2 separate regions of the Gossypium hirsutum genome follow, and region 2 is linked to region 1. Evidence: chromatin contacts called from public Hi-C data. All regions are on one chromosome and are shown on one strand. Each heading gives the region's core, a stretch centred on a gene start, on an enhancer-like site or on the middle of the called end of the contact. The rest is flanking DNA. Distances are from core to core; before and after follow the strand shown. Region 1 has its middle 28 kb from the start of LOC121206861. Region 2 holds the start of LOC107888720.

What was found. A called contact is a pair of places that touch in the nucleus more often than the background predicts.
Region 2: a Hi-C map of leaf shows a contact between it and region 1, with 2.6 times the contacts expected there. The contact joins the promoter of LOC107888720 here to the enhancer-like site in region 1. A contact is called at or near these places in 12 of 34 Hi-C or Micro-C datasets (anther, callus, fibers and 3 more).

Annotation. Positions count from the first base shown.
Region 1 is chrA09:15,293,173-15,298,853 of Gossypium_hirsutum_v2.1, forward strand. No RefSeq gene overlaps it. Among protein-coding and RNA genes, the nearest start is that of LOC121206861, 28 kb to the right of the region's middle. Within about 2 kb of position 4,304, at least 4 of the 9 cell types and tissues checked have an H3K27ac peak or open chromatin away from gene starts, as enhancers often do. A contact at or near this core is called in hypocotyl and leaf, where this site is marked.
Region 2 is chrA09:15,385,578-15,391,372 of Gossypium_hirsutum_v2.1, forward strand. It overlaps LOC107888720, which reads left to right and starts at 3,260. Exons shown (of 2, transcript XM_041077803.1): 1 at 3,260-4,351; 2 at 4,536-5,795. The coding sequence starts at 3,386. The coding sequence ends at 4,288. LOC107888721 reads left to right here. Exons shown (of 2, transcript XM_041077804.1): 1 at 1-1,099. The coding sequence starts at 164. The coding sequence ends at 1,063.

The DNA of each region.
Region 1 (5,681 bases), core at 3,054-5,553:
CCGTTATCAATTTTCAGACAGTGGAGTGGTATCATGGTGATCGAGTACTTTGGCAGTTCGGTTGCATACAGTATATCCTGACACTGCCAGTACGATTAGGGGAGATCCATGGGATTAACAGGAGGGGGAAGCATGGAAATGATTGGGGAGAAGTGCATGAAGAATATATTCCGATATGGAACAACCAGTTAGGGAGGGCACCTCAGATGGATTGTGCTTTGGATCTGCAGCCCTCGTTACAGTACATACAGTGGTACTGTGAGATAGGGAAACCATTTTTGTTTGGTGGGCAGTTGATGGTAGTCCTATCGCACACGACACGAATTGGACAACCCCTTCCAGATCTGCATCATGCACCAGAGCCGGAACGACACTCTGGGGATAGTTCTTATCATCCAGATTTGGGGGGCGATGACTATTTCCAAGGTTCGTTAGGCCATAGATATCATTCAGAGTTTGATATCGTTAGCCCACTACCACATCAGTACTTTAGTCATCCCGGCTCGTATCCACCTTAGTACTCTACTCATTTCTGCTTGTATCCACCGCCATACTCCACTCCTCCTGACCTGTATCCACTGCCATACTCCACTCCTCCTGACTTGTATCCACCGCTGTACTCTATTCCTCCCGGCCCGTATCCACTGCTCTACTCCACTCCTCCCGGCTCAAGTTCATCGATGGCGTTTAAGACATATGATTTTTCATCTATGTTTCGCACACCCTCACATATTGATAAAGAGAACGTTGATCGCTGCAATCACTCGCAACGTGAACGTCGAGCTCCACAAAAAATATGTCCCTAAAACCACACTATCAAACCATCAATTTTATGAGGCTTTGTAATATAAATCACTTCATATTTATGTAATGGATTTTTAACAAAGCGGAGTTGATCCCTTTTGCCAAATTAGTGGTCATATGACCATAGCGAAAGCCCTCGTCGAAACTTTGAGCCCATTGCCACGGCTCTATGGTACCCAACCATTTTCGGAAAGATGTGTTCATCTGACCTTCCATGTCACACTCAAGTCAAGTCATCCTTTGCCGAAAAATGTGTGACTTTAGCTCGTACGCTGTGTATGTATTAAAAAAATATAAGTTACAGTCTCACCCTAAAATATTAGGTTATATATTGAAAGGATAAGGTTATTCTTTACCTATTCTCACAACTTGTCTCCGCCAGTCTACATTCTTATAATCTCTGTGAAAGTTAGCCATGATGTGCTGGATACAGTAAACAGATCTCCATAGCACACCGAAATGCCTAATTGTGTCAATTAATCATTTCTCTCTATCGGAGATAATTCAAATATTATCATTTCTAATAACATACCTCCGCAGGTTTGTAAGGAAGAATTCTCACACTCCATGTTCTCCTTATCTACGATAGAAAACGCAATTGAGAGCACGTTCTTATTCCCGTCTTAAACAACCGCAAGAAGTAGGATTTGTGTATATTTACCGTATAGTCATGTCCCATCTACTTGCACAAACGGCTTGCAGTGGGGAAATGCACGCACGCATGGATCAAACATCAGAACATCCGTTGAAAAATTCTTTTTTCCGGTTGTAGTTGGTCATCTGGGCCGTAATAAAGTCGTGTCTGCAACTCAATGATAGTTCCTGGCATGTACTCCCGCATAACGGCTATCCATCCCTGTAACTCATTGTACGATGTATCGAAATCTCCGTACAATTACTCCATTGCCATCTGTTTAGCTATCCATGCCTTCCAGTATGATACTCGATACTAGAATCGTGCCTGCATTTCGACAATCAGTACTAAAACTTTAATGGTCGGCATGTCTTTCACCATTGGCATGATGCACGTACAAATAGTTTTGGAATTAAGTTTTCGATGATCTTTTGTCATACGTGTTAAAGTGCATGTGCAAGACCCAATAAATTTTCGTATCTCCCACATCTGTGATTTCTGGATATATGTAGCTTGTATCGGCCAATTGTAGCCTTCCGCAAACACTCCCCAATATATAATGTCGGTTTAGACACGGTGACTTTATAGTCCACTGATATATTCATGCTATATCGCTTAATGGAAAATACGCACTCTTCCTTACTTTTGAATCTCTGGCCTACAAACAACTCCTCAAGATCGGAATCTACAGCCAGCTAGTGAGCAGGTAGTATTTCAGGGTACTCCAGGAACTCAGCCGCGTGCACCACATCGGGGTCTATCCGAGATATGTGTGTTTCAAGATTATTGTGTATCACAATACGACGAATCTGGTTCCTGATTGAAGACGCATTAACATTTCCATCGTCATTCACACCTTCGTCGTCAATATCATCCGGTACCTCGTCCACATCGGGATCACTATCACTATCGACCTCGTGATTAGAAGGATCACTACTATGGTATACATTATCACCAACCACATTAATCTCGGGTGCAACATTAATATCAATGTCGATCCTATGTATAGTTGATTGACTATCAACGTACGATATCAGAACCACCATACACGGCTCTTGAGCTCCATCTTCTTCACCTAATGAAGTGGGATCTTTAGTTGGCTCCACACCAGCTAACTCAGCAAATAATTGAATCAGTGTATTTTGGTTGCTCTGAGTCCCACAATAAAGAGCGACCATTGTCTCCACGTCTTCATCGTCTACAAGTTCCATTTCGGTGAATTTTATGGGATCCGTCGAAACTGGAAACTTGTAGAAAAGTTTTGAGATCCTTCTCCCACAACGTCTATAAATTTTTTCACTAATTCTTTTCTTCATATCATCAAACTAGATATTTTTATTAAATTTCATTACTACTTGTTTGCGACATTCAAATATATATCCCATGGTTGTTGTCAAAATTTCTTCATCGAAATAAACGCATACCAAAAATTAATTCTCCATTTTCAATACTAGATCTGTTAAAAAAAATTTAAAATTCTCAAAACAGTTTCGAATAGCAAAAAAGTTACATAAAATTTTTAATGCAAAATTTTTCATTCAGAAACTAACAAAATTAATAATCTAACAAAATAACTTTTAAATAATAAAATTACTAACAAAACTCTACATTCTATTTAAAAAGAAATGAACTAAAATACTTTATTCTTTTTTTTTTGTTTTCCTTTCTTTCTTTCTTCTACTTATCTTCTTAGTTCTGTTCTGTTAACTTTTGTGTATATCTTCTGCTCATTTGATTTTCGGGGGAGTATATATATGGGAAAAATTAAGCACCAGTCACGCCTACCAGATAGGCGCCACTTACCCTATATCATTTTTTGTATCCTTACACAAGTCATATACTGATCCGGGAAAAAAATACAAGCAGTGGCGCCTATGAGAAAGGCGCCACCAATAAAATAATAATTTAAAAAAACAAAAAAAATATATCTTAATATAAAAAAAAGTGGTTACGCCTATCAGATAGGCACGACCCAAAAAAACATACTATTTTCGTATATAATCCAACATACAACCTATTTCAGTATTTAATTTTTTTTAAAATTATTTAGGTAAATTAACCAGGGATATATTACTAGATTTTGCAAGAAAGAACAATTTTATTAAATTTTTTTTATTAAAAACTAATATTGATAGATCAGTAATAAATTTGTGTTTTAATATTATTGAATATGCGTTTGATTTTATATTTAATTAATTAGAATTATAATATTAAAAATTAAAATACGCTCAAATATAAATTCGAATAAATTTAGATTAAACTAACGTATGATGAGATTTAAATCCATAATAATTTAAGAAAAAACTCATGCGAATATTAAAATAAATTTTCTAAAATTAAAAAACTAATTACAAATTTTGGCCTTTCAAATTATGATTTTTTTAAAACAGTAAATGTTTTTGGGGAAAAATAATATTTATTTAATTTTTAGATTTTTAAATAAGATAATTTTTTAGTAGATTGACAATGAAATTTTTAATTGCATAGGCAAATTAAATATATAAATAGACTTATAAATTGTGTACATTTCGCTGCAACAAATAATAATATATTTTGTAAATAAAAATATTTCATTAACCAAAATAAATTTTCCTAAAATGACATAAGAAAATAATTTCTATACCAACCATTTTGGGCAAAACAAACAAACCAAATTAACTATTTTTTTTAAAAAAAAATAGTGGAATAAACATTTGATGATGCCACGTTTGACCAGCAAAAAATGACAAGAAAGAGTGAACTGGACCTTTGCAAATTCTAAACCTTTCATTGGACGACACAGCTGCTAAATTACAGGACAGGACAGGACAGATCCTTTCGAACACAAATATAACCAATCAGCTTTTACCTCGTCACATCACAAATCTATCCCAAAGATACGCCCCTTCTATCTCACGTTCCACGCGTCCTCTCCCATACGATCATCTGTTCCCAACAGTTCTCAGATGCCCCTTTCTCCCATCCCCGCGCGTGCCAACACACTCTTTTGGATAAGCAATCATTATCATTTGTTCAATATCTATTATTTCTAAATTGACCCCCAAATATTCATTATTTTACAATTTGGTGTCACAGTAACCTAACACCAATTCGGTGAAAACTGACCATTTCTTTTTATAAAAATGAATAAATAGTACCTTTTGGAAAATTCACCCTTTTTTTCTTTTTATGTTTATTAAAATTATGCAAAGAAAGAACGAGAGTAGGGGTAAATTGAATATATATTATCAATTGGATTATAATTTTTAAATTACAACTTTAAATATTGAAATACCATGTATTCAAGTTTAATGAAAATCGATTAATGTTGTTATTAGTTGGACTTTATTTTTAGAATTAGACAATTGGAATGCTAAAAAATATTTTTAAATTCCAAAAAAGAAAAAGTACATAGATATGAGCATATTTAAACGAAGAAAGACATCAAAAGATGACAGAAAGGGAAATAAAAGGAAAAAGAATAAAAGAATGAAAAGTATTTGTGTTAAGTTTCGTATTAATCTTTTATGCAGTAATATTTGTTTGTTGATATTTGTTTTAGACTATCTATATAAGTCTTAAAGACTGTTGGATATATAAGAAAATTTTAACAAAAGTATGAAGTTCGAAAAATTAGCTTGTGTATAAAAAGTTAGACATGTTTAAAATATAGGTTTGATTTAGGTTTCAATATTTAAGGCCTAAACTTGACTTGACTCTGTCCATTTTATACTTGTGTAATATATTTTTTATTTTATTTTTATATATTATAATTTATATCTCATAAAATTACATATATAATACTACAAAAATTTTAAAAAATATTTTTTCCAAAAGCTAAAAATATGTTAAGTTTCTAAATTTGAAATTTTAATAAAATAAATATATCTAAATTATTAATTATTAAATTTAAAATAAAATGAGTAGACTTAAAATGGATTTGATTAGCCATTTATAAAAAACGATTAGCTTGGGCAAAATTTAGACTCCTGTTTCGAACTATGTCAAGCTTGGTCAAATATAAAGTGTACTAATTCATATATATAAGTTGTAACACCCCCTCACCTGTCCCCATATCCGGTACAAATGGGAGATGCCATCGGAGTACTATCGAAACCCTTTTAAAACGAGTTTGGAAAAATCGGGTTCGACTTTTTGAAAAATGAAAAAAATAGGAGTCGCCACCAATCAGTTTAAGTGTGATTGAACCACCTTCAAACCACTTTTTGTTTGAAATCATTTGCTTTGGTCTATGAAATCAAGA
Region 2 (5,795 bases), core at 2,010-4,509, 91 kb after region 1:
CTATGATTATCGCTTCACCTCCGGTAAAGCCTTTGCCCTTAGATGAAAAAAAAAGAAAAAAAATAATAGAAAGATAAAATAAAATCCGAAGATAAGATAAAACAAAGAGAGAGAAAGAGAGCGCAGGGTTTGTGAGGTTTTTTTAATTTTTTTGGAAGGAGGAATGGAGGGCGGGGATCAATGGAGGATGCTAAAATGCGCTGGGGGTGTACAAGATAAGACGATAATCAACCGGATAATGCTCAGATTCAGGCCGATTGCTCCAAAACCGGTGACCGGAGACTCAGCTTCCGGTGAGTCGACGTTTGGTAACAAGAACTCAGGTGTTACAAGCATGAGAGTGAAGAGAAAATACGTTAGGTTTTGTGCGAAGAATAATAGGAGAAGAAGAGCCTTGGATGAAGCTAAAGACGATAAGGATGGAAATAAGGGTTCCGTAACCCTGCAGTTGATGCCTGAGAGAGCTGATCTAGAGAAATCAGCGGTTGTTGATAGCTCAGGGGCTGGTGATCATGATCTCGATCGGACGGTTGGTGATGATTATCATCAATCTCATGAGGACCCGCCGCTGCTGTGCTTGAAGTTGCAGAAAATGGTTGCAACAGATCAAGAAGTGGCGGCTGCGGTGATGGGGTTGTCGGATCAGGCGACGGGGAGGAAAGTGAGTGTTGTGGAGTCATGGGTGACGGTGGAGAGCATAACAGACAGCTGCATGGATGAAGGAGACATGGGGAGCTGTACGGACGTGGATAGAATGAGGAATCTGGATAAGGACACGTATCCAGGGTTCATATCGGACGGTTGGCACCGTGTTTTGTGGGTGAACGAGGCGTTCAAGAGCATGGTGGGCGGAGAAGGGGCTGAAACCGCGGTGGGGTTGGTGGTGAAAGAAGGGTTTAAATTCCCACAGGGTGCATTCTCGTGCCGGGTAGGGTTACGGTACGGAGATGGAAAGGGAAAGAAAAAGCAATCGAAAATGGTTCCTTGCGATGTGTGGAAGATGAGCTTTGGCGGATTTGCATGGAGGCTCGATGTTAAGGCTGCTCTCAGTTTGGGACTCTAACGATGGGAACCCAACCCATTCCCATAGTTTTTGCAGGTAATTTAAACTCCTTTTTTTTTTTCAAAACAAATTATACAACAACAATAAGGGTTAAATAAAGTATTTTTTTTCTTTAATATATATGGATTATAAAAGATCAGATTAGGAGGGAGGGAATGAGATTGATAATGTATTGGTAAAGGGAAAAAAATAAAGAGAAAAATCAAATATATACTAACAAATAATAACGTGGTAGGTTTTAGTCTTTCAATTCTAATGGGGATTCATTATTTTTTAGGAGTCGTGTTTACATTGACAATCTAAGACCATATAAAAGCTTTATTTAGATAAAAACATGAGTCACATAGGGATAGGGTTTGACCATATAAGGTTAACCATTTAGTTAACTTTATTATTACTTATAATTTCATATAACATTTTTTAAAAAAAATTGAGACTTGTAACCAAAAATAAAATAAAAGATAAATTCGAATATAAATTATTGATAGAAAAAACCAAGTAAAAATATGAGTAAAATTGAAGACATTAACAAATAAAAAAAATAACAGGAAGAATAATGCAATTAATAAAACATTGAAGCTAATTTTTAATGTAAAAGTGTTTTTAAGTACAATCAATCAATGCTTATAAATAGACCATTTCATGGACCAGAAAAGGAAGGCCCTTTCCATAGGAAATAAATCTTAGAGAGATATATTAAATACATTATTTGAAATTAATGTTGTATTAAATATAGTTATGATTTTTAATATGTCACACATTTACAAATCTAAAATAAAAAATGAAACCTCAATCAATGCATATATTTTTATGTATTAAATAGCATAAAGTATATTTATGTTGTTTTAAATAAATAAATAAATAAAACAATAAAACGTAAGAAAATCCTTGTAAATTTAAAAACAAAAATTATTTATAGCTTAGCTAATATAATGATTGAATTAAAAAAAAGAGTATCTCAAGTCACTCTTAAGTTTTTAACTTTAAGGTGAATCGATCCTAAAATACGATGCCTAAAATTAAAAGCAAACACAGAATTTGTTTTAGGAAGGCATTTTTAATAGTAACTGTGTTTCTTGTAGTAAAAAACAATGTTATTATTAAAATAATCTGAAAGTAATTATGAAATAAGCACGTGGCAACAGCAGACATCCCCAACCAACCCGTTTTCCCATCCCATAATGCGAACACCTTTCAAATAAAATCGGATGACGTCACAAATCTTTAACCCATAATATCCATTCACATCTTTATCGAATCCGCCACGCGTCCCTCTTCCTACTTTCTTGTTTCCTTTCATTATATCAACTCTTCCACGCGCCATTTTTTGCCAAGTGACCCTCACTCCATTTAACTATTCACTTCCAACTTTACATAGATATTCCTCTTCGATTCTTTTATTTTTAGTGAAAATTATTTTATTAATTCTTATTAGGTTTGTTACATACATAAACTTTTCAAATATATATATTTAGTTGTTTCTTTTTTAAATATATAAAATATTATTTTATATATATAATAACCTTAAAGAACGTGAAATTAATAATTTTTATATCTTTAAAAAATAAATTTTATTTTATGAATAAAAGTTAGTAATTCCATCGGATGTAATTACATGTGTTTAGCTATTTATTATAATTAGTGGTTTTATTGAGGTGAAGGAATTACAATTTCTTTAATTGCAAGGTGTAATTATAATTCTTACAATTGTTAAAAAAATTCATTTTCTGTTGAATTTTTTAATAATTTGGTTATAAATTTATTTTTATAGTAAATTTGTAAAAGAGATTTGAAAATTTACTACTGTGATTAGTTGGAAGGAAGGTGGGATCACGGCGAGAAGTGGCGAGTGGAGGCATTAAGATATGAAACAATAGGCACCGAATTTAGAGGTAGAAAGCTAATGAACAAGGACCATGTGTCCACTTTCTCGAACCTCCCCCTTTTGTGCTCTTTTCCATTTCATTCAACAGTAGAAAAATACTCTGCTCTCTAGACAATGCCCACGTGTCCCTCTCTTTCGGCAGTGCTGTACACTAGCCTTCTTCCCATTGGTTCTGTCTGTGGACCCTCTTACTTTTCATTTGGGTTCCACCTCTTAACTTTCGACCAATCAAAACACTCAGCTGTTCCTTTCTTGCCCTAGCCACGTGTTGCTTCTCTGTTAATTTGCCGCTAGATTATCGCTTCTCATAACCAAAACCCTCTGGAAAAAAAAAAAAAAGGGAAGCGGAGCAGAGTTAGCTACACAGGTGGGAAGCGACAAGAAGGGAAGCGAAGCTTTGATTCTATTCTGGAGGTGGTTTAAACGGCGTCAGAGAGATGAACGGTGAAGAGAAGCGGAGCAGGGTTAGCTACGCAGGTGGTGCACCAGATAAGATGGTGATAAACCCGATAATGTTAAGATTCCGGCCGATAGCCCCTAAACCGGTTTCCGGTGAGTCAGGTTCTGATGGGGTTCGGTTTGATAACAAAAATTTGTTGCTTTGTAATCCAAGAGCTAAAAGAAAGTACGTTAGGGTTCGAAAGAATAATATGAGAAGAAAGAAAAGATCATCGTCAGATCAAGCTCATCATGATGAAGCTTCAAACAATCCTCAGACGATTGTTACTTTGCAGCTATTGCCTGAGAAAACTGAAGGGAACGGATCGATTAACAATCAAAACGGTAGAGTTTTGGGGGAAAATCAAGATCCACTTTATTTATGTAACTTGAACTTCAATAACCGTTGGGTTGATCGTTTGGGAGCTGTGGAAGAACCTAATCGGACGGTTCTGATGAGTCAAACGAGGAAAGCAACGGTGGTGGAGTCGTGGGTGACGGTGGAGAGCGTGACGGACAGTTGCATGGAAGTGAGACAGCTAGGGAGTACGGACGTGGAGATGATAAAGAATCTGGAGAGTGACACGTGTCCAGGGTTTATATCAGATGGTTTGAATAGGGTTCAGTGGGTTAATGGAGCTTACAAGAGGATGTTGATGGTAGTAGGGGAAGCAAATGACGGCCGGCCGCCACCGGAGATAATGGTCTGGCTTGTGTTCAAACAAGAATTGCCTAGGTTTTGCACTGCATTTTCATGCAAGGTAAGGTTGCAGTATACATGGCACAAGGAGAAGTTCTCAAGGATGTTGCCATGTGATGTCTGGAAAATGGAAGGCAGTGGTGGTGGTGGTTGTTTAGCGTGGCGGCTGGACGTCGAGGCTGCTCTCAGTCTCGGCCGGTGAGGGAAATGAGGATTCAAAGGAGTAAATAAGGGGGGAAATGAAGCAAATTAATAGAATAATCAGGTAATGTGGACTGTTTATTTTAGTAAAAAGAAGAGAATTCAACAGAAAAAATGAAGACTAAACACAAAGCAAACAAGCAAAAACAAATGGGGTGAATTATTAACTATTAACCAATCAATCTCCATATTCTTAGGAATCCTGAACTCTTGAATTTTGCTTTTATTAAATCTATATTTTTGTGTAGTTTATAGTGTTAGTAGCAAAGTGTTGGGTTGGCAAAGCAAGATTTGCTGGCAGCTGGTACGAATAACTTTCCTTTTTCTTTTTCATCTCTTAATTTTATTGGGACAAGTATTGGACAGGTGGTGGATGCTACTCAATCTCGATACAATTAAAACAACCCCAGGATATATATTATATACATATAACCAACAAACTGTTGAGGTGATAGCGACTTTATCACATAATAGTAAAAATATGAGTTCGATATGACGGGATATATTGGGTTTACACAAAAAATTATATGTAAATATATGCATGTGTATGTGTCGGGATAAAGCTAGATAACCTAGGCTACTTTAATGATATATGTATATATTATATAATGGCTAGGTTAGAGTAACTGGTGAAGAGGAGGTGTATTGTTTTTTGTGGAGTTTGCTGATTTTGGCTGGTAGGTAGGTTGGTTCACTAATTGAGTTGATAAAGGTTTTGGTTGTGGTGTGATATGAGGATTGGGTGCTTGATTTTGGGTTTTTGGCCTCAATGCCTTGAGCTCTTGTGCTTCATATGCGCTAGAGATTTTGTCTATGTTTTCGGATTTTGAGTTTATGTTCAGCCATGCACCCTAGAGCTAGCTAGGATCGATAAAAGAGCTGAAATAAATAATGTTATCATGCACCCTCCAAATTAAACAAACTATGTTGATTACTAGGACGTCTATGTTTTCACAGCTAACAACTGTGTCTGCCACGATCTAGCAAACTATAGTAGAAGAGTTGAAAACACTGCTGACGTATTACACGAATTTCAATGTTAAAGAGTATTCTTTCAAGGTTGGATAGATAGGCTAAAGTAATATATAACAATGAAATAGAGGATGATGATTAAGAGAACATTGGCATTTGAGTGAATTTTAGGGTTTCTTAATGTGGTTTTATCTGTGCTTATTATTCTAGGGATAGCATTTATGTCATGTAATACAATAATCTTGCCATCAAGTCAAGATTATTGGCTGTGTTCCAATGTTGTTTTTGAAAAGATTTTTGTGTGCTTATTGCTATGATTGTGCTGCATTTAAATGGATTAATGCATTCAAGAATAGCGCATTTAGGCAATAATTCTTAGATTGCATCCATGTATTTATATGTTATTAACATATATGATTATATAAAATTTGACTTATTAATTATTTGAATTTTGTAAATTGACATTTTATTTATTTTCTTGTCTTGTCTTTTATAAGGTCTAATATATTTTTCTCCTTTTGTTTCATGTGGGAAGC